2 separate regions of the Zea mays genome follow, and region 2 is linked to region 1. The links are chromatin contacts, called in public Hi-C maps. All regions are on one chromosome and are shown on one strand. Each heading gives the region's core, a stretch centred on a gene start, on an enhancer-like site or on the middle of the called end of the contact. The rest is flanking DNA. Distances are from core to core; before and after follow the strand shown. Region 1 overlaps LOC100304403. Region 2 holds the start of LOC100501252 (Protein EXECUTER 2 chloroplastic).

Region 1 (5,853 bases), core at 951-3,450:
ACCAGGCACCAACGTGGTCACCGGCAAGTGGCTATTTCGCCACAAGCTTACCTCGGACGGCTCCCTCGACCGCTACAAGGCCCGTTGGGTCCTTCGAGGCTTCACCCAACGCCCCGGAGTGGACTACGACGAGACCTTCAGCCCCGTCGTCAAGTTCGCCACTGTTCGCACCGTCCTCTCCCTCGCCCTCTCCCGGGACTGGGCGATCCATCAGCTCGACGTCAAGAATGCCTTCCTCCACGACACTCTGACGGAGACTGTCTAGTGCAGCCAGCCCACCGGCTTCGTCGACGAAGCTCGTCCGGACCTGGTCTGCCGGCTGAACCGCTCCCTCTACGGCCTCAAGCAGGCGCCGCGGGCCTGGTACAATCGCTTCGCTTCCTACTTGGCCTACATCGGCTTCGTCGAGGCCAAGTCGGACACGTCCCTCTTCATCTACCGTCGCGGCGACGACACCGTCTTCCTTCTGCTCTACGTCGACGACATTGTGCTCACGGCATCCACCGCCGACCTTCTACAGCGCACGATCGTTGCCCTGCAGCGGGAGTTCGCGATGAAGGACCTGGGCCCCCTCCACCACTTCCTCGGCATCACCGCCGAGTGCCGGCCCCAGGGTCTCTTCCTCCATCAGCGCCAGTACGCCATCGACATACTGGAGCGGGCTGGCATGTCCGACTGCAAGCCCTGCTCCACGCCTGTCGACACTCAGGCGAAGCTCTCAGAGGACGACGGGCCCCCGGTCGCCGATGCGACGTCCTACCGGAGCCTGACCGGCGCGCTCCAGTACCTCACCTTCTCCAGACCTGACATCGCCTACGCCGTTCAGCAGGTGTGCCTGCATATGCACACCCCGCGGGAGCCTCATCTCACCGCTCTCAAGCGGATCCTGCGCTACCTCCGCGGCTCCCTCGACTATGGCCTCCTACTCCGACCATCCCCGACGTCGGAACTCGTGGTCTACACCGACGCCGACTGGGCTGGCTGTCCAGACACGCGTCGATCCACCTCCGGTTACGCCGTGTTCCTGGGCGCCAACCTCGTCTCCTGGGCCGCCAAGCGGCAGCCCGTCGTCTCTCGCTCCAGTGCTGAGGCCGAATACCGCGCTGTGGCCAACGGCGTGGCAGAGGCCTCCTGGATGCGACAGCTCCTCCATGAGCTCCACAGTCCCCTCCAGCGCGCCACCCTCGTCTACTGCGACAACGTCAGCGCGGTCTACCTCTCCACCAATCCCGTGCAGCATCAACGCACGAAGCACGTGGAGATCGACCTACACTTCGTCCGGGAGCGTGTCGCCGCCGGTGACGTTCGGGTTCTCAGCGTCCCCACCACGCTGCAGTTCGCCGACATCTTCACCAAGGGGTTACCGTCGAGTGTATTTTTAGACTTTCGCTCCAGTCTCAACATCTGTACAGGATAGAGTTGCGACTGCGGGGGGGGGGGGGGGTGTTAGAATTGTACCCCTGTATTTGTAATGGGCCAGGCCCAACTCAGTCTATTAATATACAAGCCCACCCTAGTGTAGGGTTAGGGTTTCTGTTATTCCAATAATATATATATATATATATATATAGACCTAGGAACCCTAACCCTAATGGACCGGTGGCCCAACAGTGGTGCCGACCCACATACATATAGAACACACACTGTCTAACACCCTCCTCAGTCGCAATGGGGGCACCGCACACGATGAGACTAGAGTAGAAGCTGAAGGTAGGAGCCGACAAGGTGAAATCCCGCCGCAGTCGCAGCGTCGTGACTCGTGAGGGTGTGAATGTTGCGGCTAGAGTAGAGACCGGTGTGCACTCCATGTAGATGATATCCCCTAAATGTCGAGGTAGCTGAAGTCGAGGTGTTGCACATCCTCGTTCTTCGAGGGGGGGTCGAAGTTCGAGCGTTAACGGTCGGCGGGGCGACATAGGCAGCAGCAGCCTCAGGGCCTTCTTGCTTCTTTTCACGCCTGGTCGTCGAGGAGCCTTGCCAGGGAGGTCGGCGGCAGCGCATGGGTCTGCGCCGGTTAGGGTGGCTGCGCCCGGGGTAGAATAGGAGGGGTATCGGCGGATCCGGACGGGAAGGCTACGACAGCGACGGGTCCAGCCATGAAGACGGCGATTCGGCCAAGGGGACGTCAGATCCACCCGGAAAAGGCCACAACAACGGTGGATCCGGCTGGGAAGGCCACGACAATGATGGATCCAATGATGGCGGCGATGAAGAAGGGAGAGGGTGACTGGGCGGGTCCAGCCAGGCAGGGGCCTGCGCCGGGCCTAGCAGGGGGGTTTGACGCCAGCGACAGGAGAGGCGCGAAGAAGAGGGAGATGCTGCTGGGGCGTCGGTGCGGGCAGGGAAGAAGGAGCACGATGGCCAGCGCCGCGCCGAGGAGAGCACGACGGCTAGGGCACCGCCGGTCAGAGCAAGCGCAACAGGCACGACCCGGTGGCGGGGGCGCTAGATCTAGGGCGCGGAAGAGAGAGGCCACGAGGGCCATGGACGACGACGCGGCGACAAAGAAGAGGAGGTGGGGCTGCAGCGGCGGTGCTGGCCGGAGGAGTGGCCGCCGCGCCAGGCTGGGGACGGACGACAAAGGGGAGGACGGCGACGTCTGGGCTGGACTTGAGGTGGACGACGCGGGCGCCAGACCTGGGGGTGGTGGACACGCCGCCGGGGAAGGAAGGGGAGGCTCGCTGGCCTAGGATGGGAGGTGCCGCCCCCGGGAGGGAAGGATGAGCCTCCTGGGGACGGCGGCGCATAAGTAAGTGGCAGCTGGATGTGTGCGGCGGCTGTGGGGTTGAGGGAAGAAAGATCTAGCCGATACCATGTAAGAGAATGGACTGCTTTAGATGATAGCGCCTAAATGGTAAGGTAGCTGAAGTCGAGGTGTTGGCGTGTTGCACATCCTCGTTCTTCAGGGGTTGACGTTCGAGCGTCAACGGTCGACGGGGCGACACAGACAACAGCAGCCTCAGGGCCTTCTGATCCAAGCTCTCTTTTGTAGCCTATAAGCTGTCCAAACTCTTCCATGGGCAATCAACCAAAGGAAAAAAAAATCTACACTTAGGGGGAGCCCAAGTTTTCCAAATTCTCTCAAAGGGTTCAAAGGCTGTCGAACCAAGGAAGAACCCCCTCATAAGCTGCCTTCGTGGAATATTTGCCATTAGATGACAATCTGAAAAAAATGAGAATCAGCAGTGCCCGGCCGAAGCTGAATAGTGCTAACAATATCCCAAAGGGTAAAAAAAAAATCAACAAATTCACCTACAGTAAGAGCTCCCTGAATATCTGAAACCCAACTATGATTGGAGAGGGCGCCGAGAACTGTTCGCTTGGTGACCCGTCGCTTAGGGATAGTGGCAAACAATCTCGGTATGTGGTCCTAGGTCTTTCTGTGATAGGTTTAGTTTGGTATGAAAAGTTAAGAAATATTAGGGGTCAAGCCCTCACAGTCCAAACATAGCACCCCCTAGTGAACACTTCTACATGAAAGTAGGATGAAGTGAAAGATAAAGAGGTGCTTTCCATACACATGCTTGGGTTGGTTGTTATAATATTGATGTAAGATTGTCTTTCCTTGACAGTAATAATATCAGTTTTTTTTCTCATGATGTGTTCATTGTTTGGATTTTGTAATAAAAATGGTAAGGATCCTAAGTGTTACTTATGGTACTATCCAGGCAGCCCAACAAGAAAGATCAATTTTCTTATCTTCTTTGCTTCCTCTTCTGTCCGAATATGATGATCTCCAGCCTTCAGTTCTTGATGCTCAGTCAATTGTTAGTAATTTAAAGGTATGTTCTGTTTTTTTGTGTCTGCTGTAGCAAGAGTACTGTCATTAAGCATGCATTGGAATTGTTGGATTTCAAGGGAGAATAAGGTTAACAGATGAAATGAATTTAAGCGCTATACATTTTCTCTTCTTGGCACGAAGTATTCAACAAACATACATGCCATGCGTTTATCATATACAAACCAATCTGAGATCAATTAACTTTTTTTATTACCTGTGACCAAATTATTTCTACATTGTATCTAATATAATTCAATTGAAACCAGTATCTGAGCTAGCCATTTTCTAACGTCGGTCGAGTTTTTTTTCCCTGTAGGTTTTGTTTAAACATTTGCAGGAACGACTTATTGTTACTGAGGTGAGCCATACTAAACTACCAACAATATGCATTTTTTTGCTACGCAAAATGGCATACTGTAGCAGTAATGAGCCTGTCATGTTTTCTGCACATATTACCGATATTTTCTTACAGAACTTTGAATTTGCCTTGTATGCAAACTTGGATGGTGCAGGACAGATTAAGGGAGTCTCGATACCAGATTACTCCATGGCATACTGAATTGTCGAATAATACCAGCAATCCTGTGTCTACTAATCCTCCTGCTGGAAAAGCATTGGTGACTACAGTACGATATGACTCTTTAGTATATACACATTCTTCCATTACTTTGTCAAGTTTTAACACATGATCATGTGCTTCCTACAACTTCTTTGCTTTTTTCAGAGCAAAAGCAGCCTTGATATTGTCTCCCAGATGGTGTATCCTCACGTACAATCCCCAATGTCTTCCCCTGTTCAAGCTAGAGGTGATTGGGGTGCATTTGGTAACAAAAACCATCAAGATATTTCAAATGAGGTTCCTATAAGAAATGCTGGACATGATGACAAGGGAGGGACCTCTCTTTCAAGCAGGTAGCATCTCTTGTAGGAGTCTAAAATAATGTACTTTACTAACTTTTTAGACCAGTGCTGTAGTTTCTTGAGCATGCTACAGACCTACAGCTATGAACACTTTTTGAGTATCTGACATCGTTTCTTTTAGCAAATTTCCCTTTCCCCTTCATATTGTTGTTTCACTATTTTTAAAACATTAAATGTTATTATGAAAGATTTAGGTATCCATTTTGTGTAGTTAATTTTGTGCCATGATTAGAATGCTAAAAGGCTATCCATGTGCCCGAACCTTGACTTGTGGGTTCTGTTGGGTTTTAACTCTAGCCTATCCCAATTTGTTTGAGATTAAAAGGCTTTGTTATTGACTGGAATGCTAATACAATATGAATTCTTATGATTTTCAGAAGCCAATATAGGACTGATGTTCCTCCTCAAGTATCTCAAGGTGATTCCAGTGCTGTCCATTTTGACTTTGAGACTCAGAGTCAAAACCCACCATTCAAGGGTCTTAGCAGAAATGATGTACTGGATGGTTCAGATAGTGCTGAAGCCCAAAACACACAAGAACCTTCTACTCGATGGGGTCTAGGGGACTCATCTAATTTGGCATCTGGCCTTGAGGATGCAAACCCTTCATATCCTTATCTTCCTACAGTTCTTGAGGAACCTGGTTCTTCTTTCTCCGAAGGTAATTATTATTGAATTAAGTTCGTATTGTTTAACACTGCATATTAATGGATGCCTATTATGAACATACAGCTGCAGAGGATGATCCATTGCCAGGCATAGAAGGGCTTCGAATCACAGGTGAACCTTTTCCTGGACAAGAACTTCAAGCAGGTGGATACTCCATCAATGGTACCACAACTTGTAATTTTGAGGTGTGTTTGACTTCTTGTCAATTCACACTCCAAGTAGCGAAATGATTTTTCAAACTCATCACTCAAAATTGTGAGTTGCAAACTTTCAATATGGTTTCACTTCTTGCAAATGATTTGTGCCTGCAGTGGGTGCGCCATTTAGAAGACGGCTCAGTAAATTTCATAGAAGGTATCCTTTCTCTTCTTTTTGTGTGCTGATACATTAACCTAGAGCAGAGCTTATGTTCTGTGACTGTATTACCTAAAACTAGGATGCCATGATGCCGCAATAAAGTTGTTTGCAATTATATTTTTGTT
Region 2 (5,853 bases), core at 1,953-4,452, 140 kb before region 1:
AAACTAACATCCGAGCATATTTCAAACAATATTATCTGCAGACAGAAATTACCACACCGAATTCCTCTGGATACGCGCCCCGATTCTCAAGTCGCTTGCCCTTCCCAATCTTCGCACGGAATGTTATCTGTGACAATATATGATCAGTAGAAATCATGGGAGCCATATTGACATCATTTTTTAGAAAATAAAAGTTGCAAACCTGGCCAGCAGGGACACTCAGATCACCAGTCAACTTTACTGCTTCGACATACTCGAAAAACTCAACGTCATCGGAACTATTCCAGTGGCCGAACTTCCGACGGAGCTGCACAATTTCTGGTCCATATGGACTAAATGCTCCCACATAGAGACCTATGTTAGCCCAGCATTCCAACTGTTAGATCATACAAGAAATGCTCATCAACTTAACTGGGGAAACTTTACCATTAAATGGATCCATGCTGTTAGTGTCCATAATGATCCGGTTAAAAAAGGTATCATCGGTCAGCTTGACTCGGGCCTTGCTTAAGGTAAGCCTTAAAAGCTCCTGAACTTCTTTATTTATCTGCAGTTACAACCATCTGTCAGTTGACTTGCTTGCAATAAGATGGTATGAACTGGTGGCAAAAGACAGCATAAAGAGAAGCCGTCTGGCATAAGATGAAATGGGCAAATGGAAGGTGATCTTGACAGCATAGAATCAGTTAAAACCGCAGCATACGCTGGAAATAATAAGATAATGAATACCAATCGGTGCTAATAGTAATTAAGGTTACAAATCCAGAAACCATCAAGTTGTTCGAAAATCGTCCAGCCAGTTCAGGCCACCCAGTTTCTTGACCTTTTTGTATAGAGCAAAACAATCATGTTTGCTTATTCTGGAAGGTATGCAAGACTACTGATATAACTGTACATCACATAAGACTTGAAAAGTTCCTAAACAAACATCTTTAGGATCTTGGTGCCTTTAATGCCTTACAAAATTTCAGGACTTCTGTAATTAGATTATAAGATTTCACCCAACTGTGAACAAGCATTGATGCACATGAGTATAAATCATAATTAATAAATTTTTCGAAGTTGCAGGCATGTATAGCTAAATCCATGTCATTCCTACCTTTGAAGAACTCTTGGTTGTACCCCATAATGCCTTGGCAACATCAGACGGCATAAGCTCTGAGGCTAATTTAGCAGCCATATCTGCAACTTTCTGTTTTGCAGCCTTCGTTTCAGGCAGATCATGACCAGAACCATTTCCAGGAATGTACAGGTCAAAGGAGTCTTTTTCCATGTTATTTATTTCAGCTGGAACACGAACGTATGATTTTGTTCCAGCATCTTCTTTATTGTGAACCACACCACTGATAAAAAGCTTCACTTTCGTACTTTTACTTTCTTCATCCATATCTTCTTCTGGAACATCCTCCTCCTGCTCAAGTTCCTCAGTGGTTGGCTCTTCCAATGAGCCTTCTGGAGTACTCTTCACATCGTCTTGCACTGATTCTTCGGACGAATTTGCAGCCAATTCAGTTTCCTCAGACACATCAACATTTATCACCTGAACTTTGAATTCAGGAATTCGAGACTTAAAAAAATTCAAAAGACTTTTAAATCCATCAACACTAGTATCCTTGCTGCTACCAACATCTTGCTCTTTCTCTTCAGCATCCCCATTTCCTTTTACTGGAGTATCTATATTTGCCTCCTCTGTAATACTATCAGATATAGCACTACTTTCTGGTGTCTCTACCGTTGCTGGGCTTTCTGTTATTGCTGATGATATGGATGATGCACCTAAAGTTCCTTTTGTTGGTCGCAAGTGTACTACCTGTCTAATTTTTCATAAGTACAAATATCAAATCTGTGCACAACAGAGGTTTCCTTCTACTTTTCTTAACTGTTTAAATATTATGATAAAGATGAAATCACTTTGATCAGTGCACCTTCATTGTATATGTCTTGTCATCTTCTCTGACAAGGAAAATTTCAAACAATGGGGTCCCTGAAGATGCAGTGACCAATTGCCTGCATAAAAACAAGTGTTTGGTAAGATGGAACTGTGCAATATATAGACACTTGTCTGATGTGGACTTTTAAGATTAAGTTACAAACTTAGTGAGACGCACCTCGGGCTGTAGCTTTTGGCCACATATCTGCCAACACCAGGGCTTATTCGTACAATTCTCCCAATGGAATCATCAATGCCCTTAGCATATCCCACCCACCAACCTACCTGAAATGGAAATGGTTGGAAGCCAGAGCTTTTCCTTATGAAAATGGATGGTTTTGGCACTATCATCTATCATGGGTCGTCTTTTTTATTAGGTTCATTACCATGTTGGCACAAGATTAGCGATTCGCCACATGAATAGTTTGGTTAGTTAGGATGGGATGTGCAATGTGTGACTTTAAAAGACAAATAATTCTGTCCCTGAATGCATATGACAGAATCAAAAGGTACAGGAAAAAAAAGTAATCAGTGATGTATTGGTAATTACCAAGCTGGTCCCAGCAAGCCTTGTCAACCTCGAGGCGTCCTGGTACCGCTGCTCCTCTATAGCACTCTGCGCTAATTTACAAGGACAAGAGCAACCAGATGAAACAATGCTGTAGTTAGAAAATCGGTAAACGGAACAGAATGTGAGGCAGCACAAAGCAGTTCCGGACCTTGAGTTCGGCCATGACGTGGGCTACGGCGTCGTTTCCTGTGGCCGCTATGATATCCCTCTTGAGCTTGGCGGCCTCCGCGAAATCCTCGTTCTCCACCGCCTCCTCCAGCTGGAACTGCGCGGTCGGAGAGGAAAGAGCGATCATCAGATTGCTTCGATTAGAAGTTACAGGATGATGAAATGGCGATTACCTGGAGGAGGGATGCGTAGCTCTCGGCCTGGTCGACCTCGTCGAAGTGGCGGCTCCATCGGGTCCAGTCCCAGGTGGAGGGCGACGATGCCGAGGATGAGGAGGAGGCGCAGAAGCAGCAGCCGGCGGAGCGGCGGGCGGGGATGGCCGATGGCGGGCGCGCGGCAGAGGGCGGCGAGCGGCGTGTCGGAACCGTGTTGAGCGGGCGCGCCGCCGCCGGCGTGGCGCACGCGGGGGACATGGCGCTGGGTGGGTCGGATCGGGGGGCCGGGCGTGGGGCACAGCGGGCAGAGGGCTGGAAGCCTGGAAGGCACGCGATTCAGATAAGGAGGACGGCGGCCTGATTGGAAAGTGCCGAGCGAGGGACGGGGTGGGACCATGCGTTGTTGGTGTGTTGTTGTTATGTGCAGACTTGCAGTACACTTCAGCATTCCTTTCGGCTAATCTCAAAGATCGAAAAAAAATCATATTCAGAAGTAGTATAATTGTTTCCCTTCAACTTTATAGAAAGGAAAAATAATAACGAATCATTCCTCCTTGGCAGCTACGGCATGAAACAACAATGATGCAGTTTTTTCTTCTTCACTTTATCCGCCATTTCACTTTATCCGCCATTGTATTGATCAACTCAGGACAGCATGTCGTAGGTTTCACGTTTCCAAGAAAAAAAGTCAAGCTTATATAAAAAAAAGGTCAAGCTTATATAAAAAAAAGGGTCAAACTCCAGTGTCACTACTACTATAACGTAGGAGCTAGAGTTTCTCTCGTTGAATGAGATCGCAAGAAACAAACTACTGTCCCCTAATCACTACGCCATTTGTTCATTTGTACTATATAAAGAATATATACTATAAATATATATACTAATAATTCTAAAATAAAAATCATTGCCAGATCGAACCAACACTACATATCGAACACTACATATCGAGAAGGCGACTCAGGCACGGCACATATTTACTTTAAATTGAATCGGGCCGGGCGGGACACTATTAAATAGGTCGTATCTTAGGTCAACCCACTAAGCACATCCTATTTGGTAAGCTATAGTCCAATACCTCCTCCCTCATTGTCCCTAATCTCACGAGCGTGAAAAAAAAACGAGAAAGAAAAATCTATCTTGTTTGACCTCACACCACATATCTCGTCATTTGCACTCAACTAATCTATAAGTTTGAATCATGTTTGAATAACTATCTCATTTAAGCAATGTCTTCATATCTATACTTTTTAATCTATTAAGAAACTAATGTAGGCACCTGGTGCTAATACGGCTTCACCATCCGTGCTGACACTTTAGACCCGCCCCGCCTCGAGGGCCGTGCCCTATGCCCACGCAGCGCTCTCTCAGCTACTGTCATGTGGACCCAGCACCCGCACGGCCAACTACTGCGTCTGCCCAGCACCTGATCTCGCCTGCTCAACTAACACCATACCACATGTACTTTAATGTTTAGAAATAAACAATAATTATATAAAAAAATAGTGCATGATTATATTTGAGTAAATATAAATATATCAATACATGTTTATATGATATATAAAAACTGTAGCAAAGCACGGTCAACTAGCTAGTACGAAATATAAAATCATACCGATGCCTAGGCAACTACTAGTATTTTATTGAAGTGGAATGAAACCTTACTGTCCATTTTATTTAGTATAGTTTGAAATCATAGTCGATAACTCGATGTACCATTTAGCAAGCGCCAACTGATTTAATAATATGAAAAACCTTTCTAAGGAACTATAATTTGATCAGAGTAGGAAACATACTTTTCAGTTTTGAATTATAAAACTTTGAAAGGAAATGCTTATTTATAGGAGTAGAAAACATACTTTCTTAAATTATAAAACTTTCAAAGGAAATGTCTATTTATAGGAGCTCAAGTTATGTATGTCAACGTTTGTGCCTGTATTGTAATTGGTAAAAAAAAATATATGGGAGAAAATTGTTGAAATTTTGTAGCAAATAACATGTCTACCAAAGATGGTCAATACTAAAGAAAATAAATAATGTAAGAATACAACTAATAAAATCTCACACAATTTTCCAAAAGTTGCTACATATAAAATTCTACTTATTTCATTTTAAATTATAAGACGTTTTCAGAGTCCCTAGATATGGTACCCAAGACGCTACAAACAAATGCCTACGTTGGAAGACTGGCTATAACCCCCACTTATAAGGTGGTTTAAGGTGACAAAACACCTCTGAAAAAATAGAGGTATAATTAGCTGAGGCTCCCACCATGCGGTACCCCCAAAGGGACCCAACGTCACTTGGGCCATCAAAGAAGCACCCTTTCACAAACAACATTCACTAGCCAGAAGGGCTCCGTGAGTAACATGTGGCCCTTACCTAATTCCTGAGATCCGAGAGTGCCACATATACATAAACGACTGCAAAGGGCTCTAGACCCCTCTAGCGGGGACCTAGGTCCACTCCTGTAAATATTGAACAGGGCAAAGGGCCCTCAGGCACTAAAGCACTGAAGGCTCTAGTCTAGAAGGGGTCTGGGCACACCACATGTCCTCTGGAACACTGCAAGGACTGAAAGGGAAATGACCTCAACCATCTCCTATAATCGATTTTGGTGTTTGACGACCATCACAAAACTTATGGACTAACTAGTTTGCCTAGTTGATTTTTTTCTCAAGTGCATAAAGTCCACATATATCTGTAAGGAAAATGGACCCTTGGACCATTTCTATAAATATGGGGCGAATCAGACTTGCACCAGCCTGCGGTGCACCGGACAGTGTCCGGTGCCCAGGCTGGCGCGCCCGACGAACAAGCCGCTCTCGGGAAAAACTCAGCGCTCCGCGGCTAAAATTCATCGGACTGTCCGGTGTGCACCGGACTGTCCGGTGAGATCATAGCCAACGGTCGACTTCACCATAGGGGGCAACGGTCGACTGCCATCGTGGTCAGAAGGTCAGAAATGGTCTGAGGAACTCAGCGTGGCCAGGGCACCGGTCGGATCCAATGGTCGACTGATACAGACCCCA

The links. Hi-C and Micro-C count contacts between places; a contact is called where the count stands out from the background.
Region 2: a contact with region 1 is called in a Hi-C map of leaf mesophyll, with 3 times the contacts expected there. The contact joins the promoter of LOC100501252 here to the enhancer-like site in region 1. A contact is called at or near these places in 5 of 25 Hi-C or Micro-C datasets (endosperm, leaf, leaf mesophyll and 1 more) and 1 of 3 datasets of contacts at active chromatin or transcription factors (seedling).

Annotation. Positions count from the first base shown.
Region 1 is chr3:29,940,093-29,945,945 of Zm-B73-REFERENCE-NAM-5.0, reverse strand. LOC100304403 reads left to right here. Exons shown (of 21, transcript NM_001165839.1): 8 at 3,669-3,782; 9 at 4,098-4,139; 10 at 4,294-4,407; 11 at 4,506-4,693; 12 at 5,080-5,363; 13 at 5,435-5,556; 14 at 5,683-5,725. Among protein-coding and RNA genes, the nearest start is that of LOC100304403, 18 kb to the left of the region's middle. Within about 2 kb of position 2,200, at least 1 of the 20 cell types and tissues checked has an H3K27ac peak or open chromatin away from gene starts, as enhancers often do. A contact at or near this core is called in leaf mesophyll, where this site is marked.
Region 2 is chr3:30,080,031-30,085,883 of Zm-B73-REFERENCE-NAM-5.0, reverse strand. LOC100501252 (Protein EXECUTER 2 chloroplastic) reads right to left here and starts at 3,202. Exons shown (of 11, transcript NM_001196022.1): 1 at 2,843-3,202; 2 at 2,650-2,766; 3 at 2,481-2,546; 4 at 2,109-2,215; 5 at 1,926-2,007; 6 at 1,100-1,810; 7 at 427-547; 8 at 203-354; 9 at 53-127. The coding sequence starts at 3,082.